Regions from separate parts of the Gossypium hirsutum genome. Here region 2 is linked to region 1. The links are chromatin contacts, called in public Hi-C maps. All regions are on one chromosome and are shown on one strand. Each heading gives the region's core, a stretch centred on a gene start, on an enhancer-like site or on the middle of the called end of the contact. The rest is flanking DNA. Distances are from core to core; before and after follow the strand shown. Region 1 holds the start of LOC107957200 (transcription factor BIM2). Region 2 holds the start of LOC107957203.

The links. A called contact is a pair of places that touch in the nucleus more often than the background predicts.
Region 2: a contact with region 1 is called in a Hi-C map of leaf, with 1.8 times the contacts expected there. The contact joins the promoter of LOC107957203 here to the promoter of LOC107957200 in region 1. A contact is called at or near these places in 2 of 34 Hi-C or Micro-C datasets (callus and leaf).

What each region holds. Positions count from the first base shown.
Region 1 is chrA05:45,907,692-45,914,640 of Gossypium_hirsutum_v2.1, forward strand. It overlaps LOC107957200 (transcription factor BIM2), which reads right to left and starts at 5,480. Exons shown (of 7, transcript XM_041112453.1): 1 at 5,085-5,480; 2 at 4,782-4,866; 3 at 4,170-4,239; 4 at 3,926-4,021; 5 at 3,226-3,611; 6 at 2,832-2,958; 7 at 2,383-2,718. The coding sequence starts at 5,208. The coding sequence ends at 2,623.
Region 2 is chrA05:46,128,936-46,135,773 of Gossypium_hirsutum_v2.1, forward strand. LOC107957203 reads right to left here and starts at 3,250. Exons shown (of 4, transcript XR_001700386.2): 1 at 2,370-3,250; 2 at 2,084-2,168; 3 at 1,608-1,725; 4 at 398-755. LOC107957204 (aconitate hydratase, cytoplasmic) reads left to right here and starts at 4,045. Exons shown (of 20, transcript XM_016892659.2): 1 at 4,045-4,491; 2 at 4,897-5,001; 3 at 5,133-5,293; 4 at 5,417-5,509; 5 at 5,950-6,135; 6 at 6,349-6,510. The coding sequence starts at 4,215.

The DNA.
Region 1 (6,949 bases), core at 4,230-6,729:
AAATCATTTGGTTAAAAGCCGAAAACAACAAGGATTTATCTATCCGAAAACACATGTGCAAATTCAGTCTAGCGTTTATTGCTATAAATATCATAAATCGAGTTAGTTTTCAAAATTTTTATTTTTTGCTGTGCAAGAAAACCATTTTCGAACTAAATTTTTTCTAGCGTGATTATGGTCTCAAACTTATGTATGGGGTTTATAGAACATCCTCTTCCGGTATCATGAAACTTGAACCCGTGACCGCATAACCACTATCAACTAGGAGCCCTATTTATAATTCAAACAGTGACCGTATAAGCACCGTGAACTTGGAGGTTGAGTTGCAATGCGATGGGTTTCTAAGGTAATGGTTCCATCCCAATACGATAGATGAAACATGTGAGTCTCCGAGCACTATCACATGATCGTGAATTCAAATATACCTTAAAACTATCATAATATCTACCTCAAACACAAACACAAACACAAGTAAATCTTTCTCTCCAAATTTCCAACATCGAAAAAAAATGCATTTTCTATTTATCTCTCCAAAATCGGTTTATTTCTTTAAATATCACAAAAATCGACTTAAAACCCAATTTTTTTTTCAAAACCGGCATATACTTCAAATTTACCCATGTAAGATAATAGGAAAAATGTTTTGACTTTGTGAAAATAAACAAGTGAGGCAGACTACTTATAAATTTTAGGGTTAGAATTCTATTAAGGTTTTTAACAGGACCTCGACTCTCATCAATGTCGAAAACAATTTAAATTCATGAATTTTTTTTTCATTTTCAAAAGAAATTGTTTACAGATTAAAAATATATAAACGATTACAATTTAGATTTTTAAAATCATTGTCATTATTCTAATGGACACAAGACATACAGCTAAACTCAATACTGATGCGTATAGAGATATCTGTTCAAAAAAAAAAGTACTCCAAGATTTAGCTTCCCCATAAACATCTTCAAATATATTGCATTATTGAAATTGAAGAAAAAAACAACTTGTTTGTGTTGTTTTTGCACAATGATGTAAACTAATTTAATTGGTTCAATCTAGACAAGTCGTGAAATATGATATTAAGTTTTGAAGGGTTTAATTAAAATTTTTAAAAATTTAGAGGTGTTAAATTAAACTTTTTTTTTTTGAAATTTATTGAGAATTTTCAAAAATTTAAAGAGATTTAACTAAAATTTTTAATTTTTTTGGAAAAATCAATTTTTTTTAAAAAATAAGGAATTAATTAAAATTTTCAAAATTTTCATAAAGGTTAGAATTTCCAAAAAAAAATTGAGAAGGCCTAAAATTTGAAAAACTTAATAACAATTTGGATATGTTGTCATCTAAAAAGATATATGTCATAATTTTTGAGTAATTATTTGGTACACTATTAATTTACCCTATTTATTATGTCTTTTATTGAGTTGGTGTCACCTATCAATTGGGTCTCAATTTAATTAGGAAATTTTAAAAAAAAATTATTTTATTTGCAAAATAAGTTATATGATTATGTTGATATTTTTATTTTTTTATATTTTTTAAGTAATTATTCGTAATGAGATTTGAACCAAGGTCATCATGCCTACAAATCCTTTTTCATTTACCAATTAAATTAAAGCAACTTTTAATTTTTATATGAAATTTTGATAAGCATACCTGTGTTCTAGTATATATTTGTATGTCTATACTATTTATTAAGCCTTTTGTTGAGTTTGTGTTACCCATCAACTAGGTTTTAACTCAGTTAGAAAATTACCAAAAATCATTTTATTTTCAAAGTAAATTATATGATTATATAAATGTTTTTATCTTTTTATATTTTTATATATTAATAAAAAAAAGTGTCTATAAAGAAATTTGAACTAAGGAAATCATGGTTGTAAAACCTTTTCATTAACTATTTAAACTAAAGTTTTTATGTGAAACTTTAATAAATATATTTGTGTTTTAATTACTTATATATTTGTGTATCTATACTTCTATCTAAGCTTCTAACTCAGTTAGTGTCACGAGTTAACTAAACACTAATTCAGTTAGAAGTCTTTCCGTAATTAAAATAAATTATATTAATCTTTTTATTTTAGCAAACCTCAATAAAATATGAATATATTGAAATTTGAACCCATACCTACTAAATTGATAGCACATAATAAAAGGTTCATTTTTATTTTAATACGCATAATTTACTACCTCTATATCTATACTGTTATTTATAACATGTTAGTATAATTAATTAGTTTAAAAAATTACTTGATTTCTAAATTTCCAAATCCACCATCCATATTCAACCTAATTAAAACAAACAGTTGAATCTTTGATTAAAAAGCATGAATCGCGTATCAATGATTAAATGCTGGAAAGCAAGTAAGGTTATATACCAAACATGGAGAATTGGATAAAAATATAAATTTATATATTTAAAACAATATGAATGATACATCCATCCATGATAATAGAGGTCAAACATTGACATCCCCTCAACAGAAACCTGAGGAACCACTCCATATAGATAGATAACATCATGGGGACTGCTCATATTAAAAATGCATGCATATACATTAACCAAATGAAGCTTAAAAAATGACACAAGGAATAACCCAACAGAAGCCAAAAATTCTCAACTTGCTCATCTCATTTCTTCATCCGCTTTTGAGCATGATCGGATTCCTCTCCGTTGCTCACATCTCTATGATGGGTCATTGCCTGAAATGGGGCACTCTGTGGATCCTGTCAAAATATTGAAAACGATTTTGCTCTGTATCTTGACTAATTTCTCTAGAAAACCCTATAACGGAGATCAACCAACATGAAGTGGCCAAGATCTTTTGTTTCAGTCATACCTTAGCCGATGTTCCTGATGTTAGTCCTCTATTAGCATGCTTTCCGAGATCGATCTGAACAGCGATGTTGGCCTGTGACAGATCCAAACCCGCACTCTGCAGTGCTTGTGTCAGAGAGTTCAATAACCTGGTCAAAACCAGAATCCATAAACATTATCAATTTATACTTCAGCACCCTAAACCTAACGCGATTTTAAGCTGGAAAGTATTATATCCTATCCCCAAACAATGGCAAAAAGATCCATATGATAAGCGTTTGGGCCTCAAATGTTATAGAAGCCATTGCTGTATGTGGAACAACTATTGCTGATGTAAACTATCAGAACAATTCATATTATATTCATCAACATGAGCAGTGATGTAAAAGTTTGCAAGTGGGCGGGAAATCCCATACCCTTCGGAGTAGACACTCGAGATGTTAATTGTTCCTCCTTCAATAGTCAGATCTTCCTGTTGGTTCACTGTATCATTGCCAATAAAGCACTCAGTCGGTTGAGCCTCAGAGACTGGTCTCTGAAGGGGATGCACAAGCATATTATCACCTCGGATGGGAAGAGGCATTCCCCTGCTTCCCAACTCTGGTTGCTGATCCATAGCTTTGGACATAGTGTCTCTGACAGGATCAGATTCTACAGGATTTTGTGCACTTGCGATCACCGTGGGATTGATATTGATGTTATTCTCATTGAACTTCCCGGCAAATGCTGACCCCGGATCAGAACCATTTTTAACAGCTTGTTGTTGACCGACAAAACTCTGAACACGCCAGTGACTATTTCTCTACAATAAAGTAAGCAAAATCTTCAATACCATGTAACTTACTAACACAAGCAATTAACACTTTGAAAATAAATAATATGCTAGTCCCGAGATTAAATGGATGTAAAAGAAAAATCCAGTGTTAAGCCCAGTCAAATATCATGTACATCATTAACAAGCTAAATCGAATTCCCCATAAGTAATTAGCCCAGTAAAATATCATGCACATCAAACATACCCATACTAGTATCTGAGAAACCTGAGTCCGGACAACATAGTTTTAAACTGCAAATTAACTGCTAAACCCCGTAGATAGAAAGCATAGAAGATCCTACCCATGGCATTAATTTTGCGGGCTCAGAATTCCATTCCTGGTATGAACCCTCATATTTTTTAACCTTCTCCTGTAAATATTGGACATACTCTATCACCTGCAAAAGAACATTGATCTGATATCTGACAAGATTTTCAAGCAGAATAGTCTTAATGAAGTAAACGGAAGTTTTTGATGCAAAATCAACGATATTGGACGTGCATAAAATATTTGAAAGTTTAGGATTTCCCAGATTCACAATCTACCTCTAGCAGGAATGAAGCCGTATCTCTTTTTTGATCGGTGTTCGGAATTATATCTCTCAATACTTGAAACCTAAAAGGCATCAGAAAGCTTATCAGTATTACTATTCACTTAGTAAAGCGAGCATCATCGATTCACAACCTCTCTTGAATCCATAATAAAGCTGCAGTAATTCGACAACATTTAAATTCCGATTCCAAGCCTTTTACATACAACAAGTACTTAAATTCATAGCAAGGAAAGGAACAAGCAAACACTCTTCAATCCACTATCGTTTCTCACCATCACATAACCAATAGCATGTTAATTTCTGGTGCCATTTCAAGTTAAAACACTTTATAAACTAAACTCGACCGTTCTTTTAAATCAGTTCATACCGCAGTCTTTGACAAATGTTCAGTTTGTTAACTAGATAATCCACTTTCTTTTCAATCATCAAAATTTCCACAAAGTAAACCAAAGCTAATAAAGTTAGTCAGCCTATCCCAAGCCATTTACATGCAATTTATGACTTTTAACTCGATAAATGTAGAATTACTTAAAGGGTATGACTAAAAACTTCCAGTTTAAAAAATACAATGAAATTCAAACTGGAAGAAATGAAAAGAAGATACCTTTCATTAATCTTGCTCCTCCTCCTCTGCTCGGTAACCGAGTGTTTCGATCGTATAGCATTAGCCTTATCACTGTTCTTCCCACCTGCTTCCAAATAACCAGAAAAAAAATGTAAATACAAAACAAACCCAGAAATCAGGTATCAAAGAATACACAGATTTCAAAATTCAACAAAACCCATTAACAAAAAATCTTTAATCTTCTAGAAAAAACAGTGATAATAGAGAAGAAAAGGAAAGGAGGCGATCTGGGTTTTTTTTTTTTGGGGGGGGGGTAAAGGGTGGGATCCAAATTAATATTACCTTTGTTGGAGTTGTTAATGGCGTTTCCGGACATAATTTGATTAGAAGATGAGCCTTGTTTTTTGGAACCAAACTCTTCGTCCTCGTACTCTTCTTCCTCTTGACTTTGCTTTCCTGTTCTCATTTATTTTCCTTCTCCGGATGACAAAAACAAAGGACCAAAAATATTATGAAAAAAAATAATAACCCAAAAATGGGGAGATCGAAAAAGAAGGATGATTGAATGGTTTGATAGAAAAAGTGAAGGAATTGGAGAGAATGGGAAGGGGGAAAAAATGGGGTTTCTTGGTTGGTTGGTTCCCGGCGAGAACAGCAGTGGAGAAAGAAATGTGATGTGGATGAGTTCATGGATGTCCCGTGAGGCTTACTTCAATTGGGCATTAAATTTTGTACTACTGCCCGGAGATAAATATAGGATAATTATTTGTAGTAATTGAGCCGAATGTAAGATATTTGATTTGTTTTTCTTTTTTTTACTTAACTCACATATTAGTATCTAAATTATAATTCTTTTCTTTTGATATTTAAATGGTTTTTTTATTTATTTTGGAAATCATTATAGTTCATCGCCCATGATAATAAATAATTATGGTTTCAGGTATTTTTTAAAGAGGTAAATAATTAATTATAAAATGTTTTTATTAAATTTCTAAATTTTATTATTAAGAAATGATGTGAGCAATCATCATTTCATTCCTCGTGATTGGTATTTAATTTTATTATTAAAATGTATCTAATTTTTTTTTAAATTGATGCCTTTATTAGTTAAATCTTTTTTTAAAAAAGTAAAAATATGTTATAAGTCTACGAGGGTGTTGGGTAAATTTAGTTTTGAGCTTTTGTAGTTGATTTGTGCACAAATAGAGGATTGAGTAGTCAAATTATCTTGTTGTAGTGTTTGGTAAATGGAGGTTTGTAAGAGTTTGTTAAGCTAAGACCTCCAAAATAAAAAAAAATTGAGATGTCCAGCTTTTTTCACAGTTAATTGGGAATGAGATATGTAGAAAGATCTATCTGATCATGCTTACTTAAAAATTACAAATTTATGAAATATGCTACTTGACAAATTTATTCAAAAGTGTGACATAATTATCACTAATTTACATATTAAGAACATGACATAATTATCACTGAAAATATAGTTTACAAGTATATTTATATACTATTAATATTTATCAATTTCGATAAGCTTAATATTCGCAAATAAGGAATTTAAGAATTTTGTTTATTTAAAAATATTCACTAATAGATTTCTATAATGGATGTTTTAAACTAAAATATTATAAACAAATAAATACTTAAAAATAAAATGTGTAATGCCCTTATTTGTTATTTTACGTATATAAACTTCCAGCTATCAGCTAAGTTTTACTAAACACTTTTAAATAAATATTTAATAGAATGAGTTGGTCAAACTAGTCACTGCAATCAACAACTAGCCAATTGACAAACAAGGCCTTTATAATCTTCACAAATTTGGAATTTAATTTATGTTCATTTATTTTTAGGAACTTAGTCCATCTACTTTTCAAATTTTAAAAGTTAAACTATTAACATTGAAAAAGTTAATACTATTAATTTTAGCAAAAAAAAGAAAAATAAAAGGACATAAATTGAAAAAGTTAACAAAAAAATAGAAGTAAAAAGACATCAACCAATTTAACAAAAAAATAGTATTAACAAGTGGACATAAATTTTGAAATCTGAAAGTAAAAAAATTAAAATCCTTGAAATAAAAGTATAAAAATAAAATAAAAAATTAAAATCCTTGAAATAAAAGTATAAAAACTAAATTCTAAATTTGTGAATAGTACAAAGACCTAAGACACATTTTAATATATATATTTAAAAAAGACTTAACCCAC
Region 2 (6,838 bases), core at 2,000-4,499, 220 kb after region 1:
TAATCATCTTAATATAATTTTTATTAAAATATGAATTGATAAAAATCATAACATAATCTCATAGGATCGGAGTTGCCAAAATTACAAATATTGATCCAAAAGCAATAATTATTCTCATTTTTATATATATGAAAAATATCAAACATTTATACACCAAACAAACTCATTTTTTAACTTCTCTATGAGACTACCCTAGCCAACCAAAAAATTGTAGACCAAATCAAAAGCCATGCAAAATGGATTCCACCATAAAGTGTTGGAGATATGGGAGATATAAATTCCATTGGCAGCCAAATAAGTCATCACCAAAGTTAGATCAACCAATGTATAAATAACACTAACAAAGCATAATAAACGGTAGTATAATTGATGCAGGCACATAAGGAGTAGGAGCATATAGGAGAATTGCTTTTTAAAGTCTCAGCAGTGGATAAATATTTGAATTATTGAACAACAATGGATTAATTTACACAAACATCCACGGAAAGTAATGACAAAAAGGGGTAAGTAGGAATTTTTCCAAATATTCCCCGGTTTTGTCGTGTTCGAATTTTCCTGGAGCTGAACATCATGTACAACACAAGACAATTTTCGTAGTGAGTATGCAGGGCATAATATGTGCCTAAAGATCTATTTTCCGGCGATTTCCTCATCATCCGAGGCAGCATATTCATCTTCACTCAGTTTTTCGTCACTTGACTTCACTTCTTCTGCTCCTACAACATTTTTAGGCTTGACATATTTCTCACAGTATTCTGGTACACCAAAAGAGTCATAACTTGTAAGCATTCTAGGAATAAGAAAAAAAAAAGGCATCCTTAAAATGCCATTGCAAAAAGAAGACATGAAATGTATGCTGCAGATTGATTAAAACCAGATTTTGAAAGTGCATGTGCCATAACTTGATCTAATGTTTCCCTGGCCACAGTTTCTGTAATGTATAGAAAATTGACATCTAAAACAATGGCATGGACTAACAGAAAATGAACAATGACTCTTCAGAAATGCACCAACTGAATTGTTAATTAACTGCATCTAACAATTTTGTTTAATCTCTAGTTACTTCCAAGATCCAACCAAAGAATAACTTTTTTTTCTTTTAAAGTATAAAAACCAACTATAGAGGAGTGTATTTTTATTCTATTTGTGAAATTACAATACTCAAATGGCATTAGAGTCAAAGCCGAGAACTCTAGGCAGCTATGTAGCTTAATTCTTCATTTTGCATTAATATGAGTGTAGGATATGAATCTCCAAATACATGAATAACTTATGTCAAAATTGAACATATCCTTACAGGACACATACTTGTATCCGACACTCACAGGTGAGTTCGAGTAACCAACTGAATAGCCACAATCACAGTAACAATCTAGCGCCGATTCAAAAAGAAAAACTCTAGTAGACATTATTGGCATATTGCAGGATCAAATATTCCTTATTGATATCCTTACATTAAAAATTAAAGTACTCAAAAGCAAGCTAACTTAAATAGCCATCACCAAAAACCCAAATATGTATAAAGATTTCATCTCTAGTTTCACCAAGACCACCATTACCAAAATGTATAATCCAAAAAGAAGAAAAAGAAAAGAGTAGATACTCACAGGAGACTTGGGGAATATTTCAGACAATAATTTCTTGTAATGCTTAACAGGTTGGCGAGATCTTGACCTCAAAGCAGGACAGCACACACACATGCTTTCACAAGCTGGGAAGATCTTCCTGAAGATGATCCCCAAATGAATGATAATTCATGTAACCACAATCAAATATCAAAATGCATTCCATGTACTATCTAATCCTCTTTTTCACTAGTTCTGTAGAAGTTTCTAATGAAGAGACAACTTCAATATTTTCACATAATCATGCTGCTAATAAAAGCAAAATACTGCCTTTGTTTTTTTTTTCTTCACAAAATGTTAATCTTCGTGCTTTAATTATTCGAATATGAAACTATTTCTGTTAAATGCATGAAAAGTTTATTGTCTTTGGCTTCCAACTAAGAAAAATAAAGATGAGAACCCTAAGCTTAAAAATAACAATAAATAGAAAAAAATTCAGAGAGAGGGAGTGAAATTACCGTCGACGCTGCCACCACCACTTCGTCCTCGAAGTCCTAGATTTCTCCATTCCGATATCTCTTGATTCCTTTTTGATGACTCTAACTACCAAAAAGTTCATAGAGGGAAAATCAAAAATGCAGTGAAAAAGCTAAAAAAAAAAGTGTTGCAACTCTGCAACCAAAGGGTTTATTGGCTTAAAAGGTGAAGAAAAAAAAAGAAGGAACGAAGAATATATTGACCTAGGTATTTTCTGCAATCAAAGGGAAAACGGGAAACATAAAGATGAGAAAAAAAGAAAGTTACCTGTGAACTGAGGGAGAAGATGATGGTTCTAGTGCTTCTTCATTCTCTGTTATAGGTGAGGGCAAAATTTGAAAAGGGGGAAAAAATTTTACTTCACACGGGAAAGAATGGCTATTCAATGGTGTGGGAACGGAATGGCTATTCAACATTTTCCCTGTAATACGCGATGAATAGATTCGGGCTGTAATAGCATTACAGCCAACCAAACTAATGTTTGGTGATGAGCCCGCCGAATTGGCTGGAATCTATTCTTAAGCCTCCCAACCAAACATGCTGTTAGAGTATCTCCACATGATAACTTGAATTGTATTGAAAGTACTCAATTCTATCCTTGCTTAGTTTGATTCTTGCACATTTAAGCTTTGCTAATGGGTGGTTGAAAAAAACTCAAGATCCGTTCAACAAATGTACAACTAATTTGGGTAAAAAAAAATACCAATACATAAAACAAGCTTTAGTCTATTGCCAGTTATTCTCCATGTTGCAAATAACGTTGCAGTGCCTGGTAAATAAAATTGACATTAACAAAACCCATTTGAAATTACTTAAAACCATGGAAAAAATTACAAACCCATGCCCCAAATTCCTTGAAGGATGAATCAACAACCAAAAGAGCTGCTAGAAAAGAAGAAGAAGAAATATGGAGAAGTAAACAAAAAGGAAAAATAAAAATAAAGTTAAAAGAAAAAAATTTAAGGAATTAAGGCTCCATTTGGTTTGAGGAAAAATAAACCAAATTTATTTTCGATTTATTAGAGAATGGAAAGCATTGAAGAAAAGTGTTGAAAATTTTAAGAATGATTTTTGAAAAATGGAAATAAAATATGTGAACAATTAGAAAATAATAAAAAGTTGCTTTCATTTTTCTTTTAACAGTTTTCAAATATTAAATATGATATCTTAGTTTGAATCTATATAAATGTAATTTTTTTTATTTTATTTCTCATTTTTTTTATTGTAGAAAAATAGTTATCAAACATGTTTTCATTAGTAAAAACAAATTTTTGTTTCTATTTATCAAATGTGCTTTTAAATTTTTTTAAAAATAGAAATAAAAAATGTAAATAGGAAATATTTAAAAAAAAACGAAGCCTAAATTATTCAAAAAGAAAAATATAAGTAATAGGTATACAAAATTGGCCTAATATTTTCATCTAAAAAGATGATATAAGATGCTACCTCAGTTTTTTAATACACCGTAATTAACGGATTAGTAATTAAAATATCATAAATTTTAAAGTATAGTAACTAGGTGGGTGACTGAATTTAGCCTAAAAATTAAAAATGAAATAATAAAAGGTAAAGGAATAGTAGACGTCAACGTGTGCTTGTCCCCACAAGAAAAAGTCATAACCCAATTTGCGAAGTAGATATTTCTTTTCTATAACGAATCCATTCTCCTGGCAAATCGTAACCGTTGATTTGACATCTCCTTTGCGAAAGTTCAAAAGCTTCCTAACATTCGATACAAATTTGCACAGACCAGCGTCACACAGCAACTCCCATCTGATCCCTACATCACATGGCTTTTGTTTCATGATGGGAAAAATAGACGGTATCAAAGTGATAATAATTAATTTTAAAGAAATAAATTAAATTAAACAAATTAGTGAATTAAAAAAAATGATTGGTCGATAATAAATAGTGATAAATATAACAATTTTCTTTTTACCAGAACTGGAATAGTCATTGGATACAAATCTCTAATTTAAACGCTAGGTAATCAGCTGCGCTCACTCTCCACACGCCTTTCTCAAAAAGAAAAAAGAGCCAGAACTTGGACATGAATTTCTTCTGCTAACTGGTTACTGCCATTTTTTTTTACGTTAACTCCTGCGATCTTTGATGGCGGTCTCATCTTCAGCTTCTTCCTCTCTCTTAAGGGCAGCGTCTTCATACTCTCGAACTCGGTTCTTTCATTCTTCGTTTCGGAATCTCAGTCCAAGCTCTCCTTCGCTTCTCAATCACCAACGATCTCTTGCCTCCGCCGCCGTTCGTTCCTTCCATTGCTCTCCGCGATGGAGCCACCGTCTCGATTGGAGATCTCCTTTTAGCCTTCGTGCTCAGGTCAGAGCTGTTAATCCAGTCATCGAACGGCTTGAGAGGAAGTTTTCCACTATGGGTACTGCTATATAGCTTTGTTTATTTTGATGGATTTTTTTTATCCGATCTTAAATTCAACATTTTATTTACTGATGTAGTTTAGATTAGTTTAAGGTCTCAGACTCTCAGTCAAAATCTTAGGTTGCTTGATCGGGTCCAATTAATGATAAGCCTCAGATTTAAAATTTTATTCATCGGATTCAATTTAACTAATATTTCATTATTAATTACATGATAAAAGGGATGAATTGTATTATGAAATCAGTATAAAGATTGTTATGTTTGTGAGGATACCTATATATGTATATAGCTGTTTTTTTTTCCCTCGAGATTTTAATCATGTGAAGTATGTTGAAGTTGATAACTAAACTGAAAAACTATCTGGTGATAAATTTGATCGCTCATCTATTTTTATGATTTTCAGCTGCTGAACATCCTTTTAAGGCAGTCCTGACCAGTCTTCCAAAGCCAGGTGGTGGCGAGTTTGGAAAGTTCTATAGCTTGCCTGCCCTGAATGATCCGAGGATTGGTAAATTTTCTCATGGAAATTAAATTTATATCTATTCTCTTGATGAATTTGATGTATTACTTCATGCCTGTCTCCAGTATCATTGTGTGATTGATCATATCTATTCCTTGTTTCTGTTCTATATATAATAGATAAACTGCCCTACTCTATCAGAATCCTGCTTGAATCTGCGGTTCGTAACTGTGACAACTTCCAAGTCAAGAAGGAGGATGTTGAGAAAATTATTGATTGGCAAAATACATCACCCAAGCAAGTAGAAATCCCCTTCAAGCCAGCTCGTGTGCTCTTGCAGGTATTTGATAAGCCTAGTTTATGTCTGTATGTGCATAAATGCACATCTTTACCAAAAGAAACAATTGATGCTTTGTTTATCTTAAATCATTCTTTTCCTTTCTTTCCCTTTTTGTTTGGCTAGGATTTCACTGGAGTGCCTGCTGTGGTCGACCTTGCTTGTATGCGTGATGCTATGCACAAGCTTGGCAGTGATACAAACAAGATTAATCCTTTGGTGCGTTTGTTTACATCAATTACATGAATATTTACTGTGATGAGAGTTCTGGAGTATCTTCAAACATTTATTATTTTTGGAGGGATGGATGGTTTCTAGATGCCATAGTTTAAGATTGCAATATTTTCATATTTTTGCCTTAATAAGGTTGTGGATCTTGAGAAATGTTCTCCATGTCATATTAATGTCATAGTTAGTACAAAATCATCTTCAACCACCATTTGTCATGCATTCTCTATGTGAGATATCTTTCTTTTCAATTTTTGATCCTGTTGGCTGCTCTGGATGATTTATGGGAAGTCATGTAGAATTTTCTATTTGATATCAGTTCAAAAACATGAGCTTTCAAATGCCACAGGTCCTGTTACAACATGCCTGGCTATTGTGCAATAAAGTTATTGTTTGCTCTATCCTCACGGTGTGTTGCTGAAAATATTCAGGTTCCGGTAGATCTTGTCATTGATCATTCAGTTCAAGTTGATGTAACAAGATCAGAAAATGCAGTGCAAGCAAACATGGAACTTGAGTTTCAGAGGAACAAGGAAAGGTTTTCTTTCCTTAAATGGGGATCTACTGCCTTCCATAATATGCTTGTTGTTCCTCCCGGTTCTGGTATTGTGCATCAGGTATGTGATATGGAAACAGAGTGCAAAGTGCAATCGACACTTCTTAACATAATAGTCGACATATCCTTAATGATCTATGTGCAGAAAAGTTTTTACCAACTAATGAAAAGTAATGAACAAATAAGCTTACATTTTTCACTAATTTGAATTTTTCATAGACAGTTAATCCATGTAAATATGGTGGCAAATTGAGCTGACACTGTAAAATTTTAGGTTAATCTGGAATATCTTGGACGAGTTGTTTTCAACACCAACGGCGTGCTTTACCCTGATAGCGTGGTTGGAACTGATTCCCATACAACTATGATAGATGGTCTTGGAGTAGCTGGCTGGGGAGTTGGTGGTATTGAAGCTGAGGCAGCCATGCTTGGTCAGGTAGGTATTTCCATAGAACTATATTTTTCGCCAAACTTTGGTGGTTTGTTTGGCGATGATTTCAGTAGTTTCTAGTTAAACCCTATACCTCAATGATGAGTACAACACAGTTCTTTTCTATTTAATAATTGCCAGTTCATGTTTCTATATGACATGCTAAAATAAAAGTGAAAAATGAGCCTGAACTTTCAACGAAGGATTTATGAAGCCTCTTTTAACTAAAGTTGCCACATAATTTGATGTGTGCATGTGATCTGTATCTCACATTTATTATTTTTCGTCTTTATCAACCGTTTTTGGCTTCTTTTGTTTTGTGTCAAACATTATA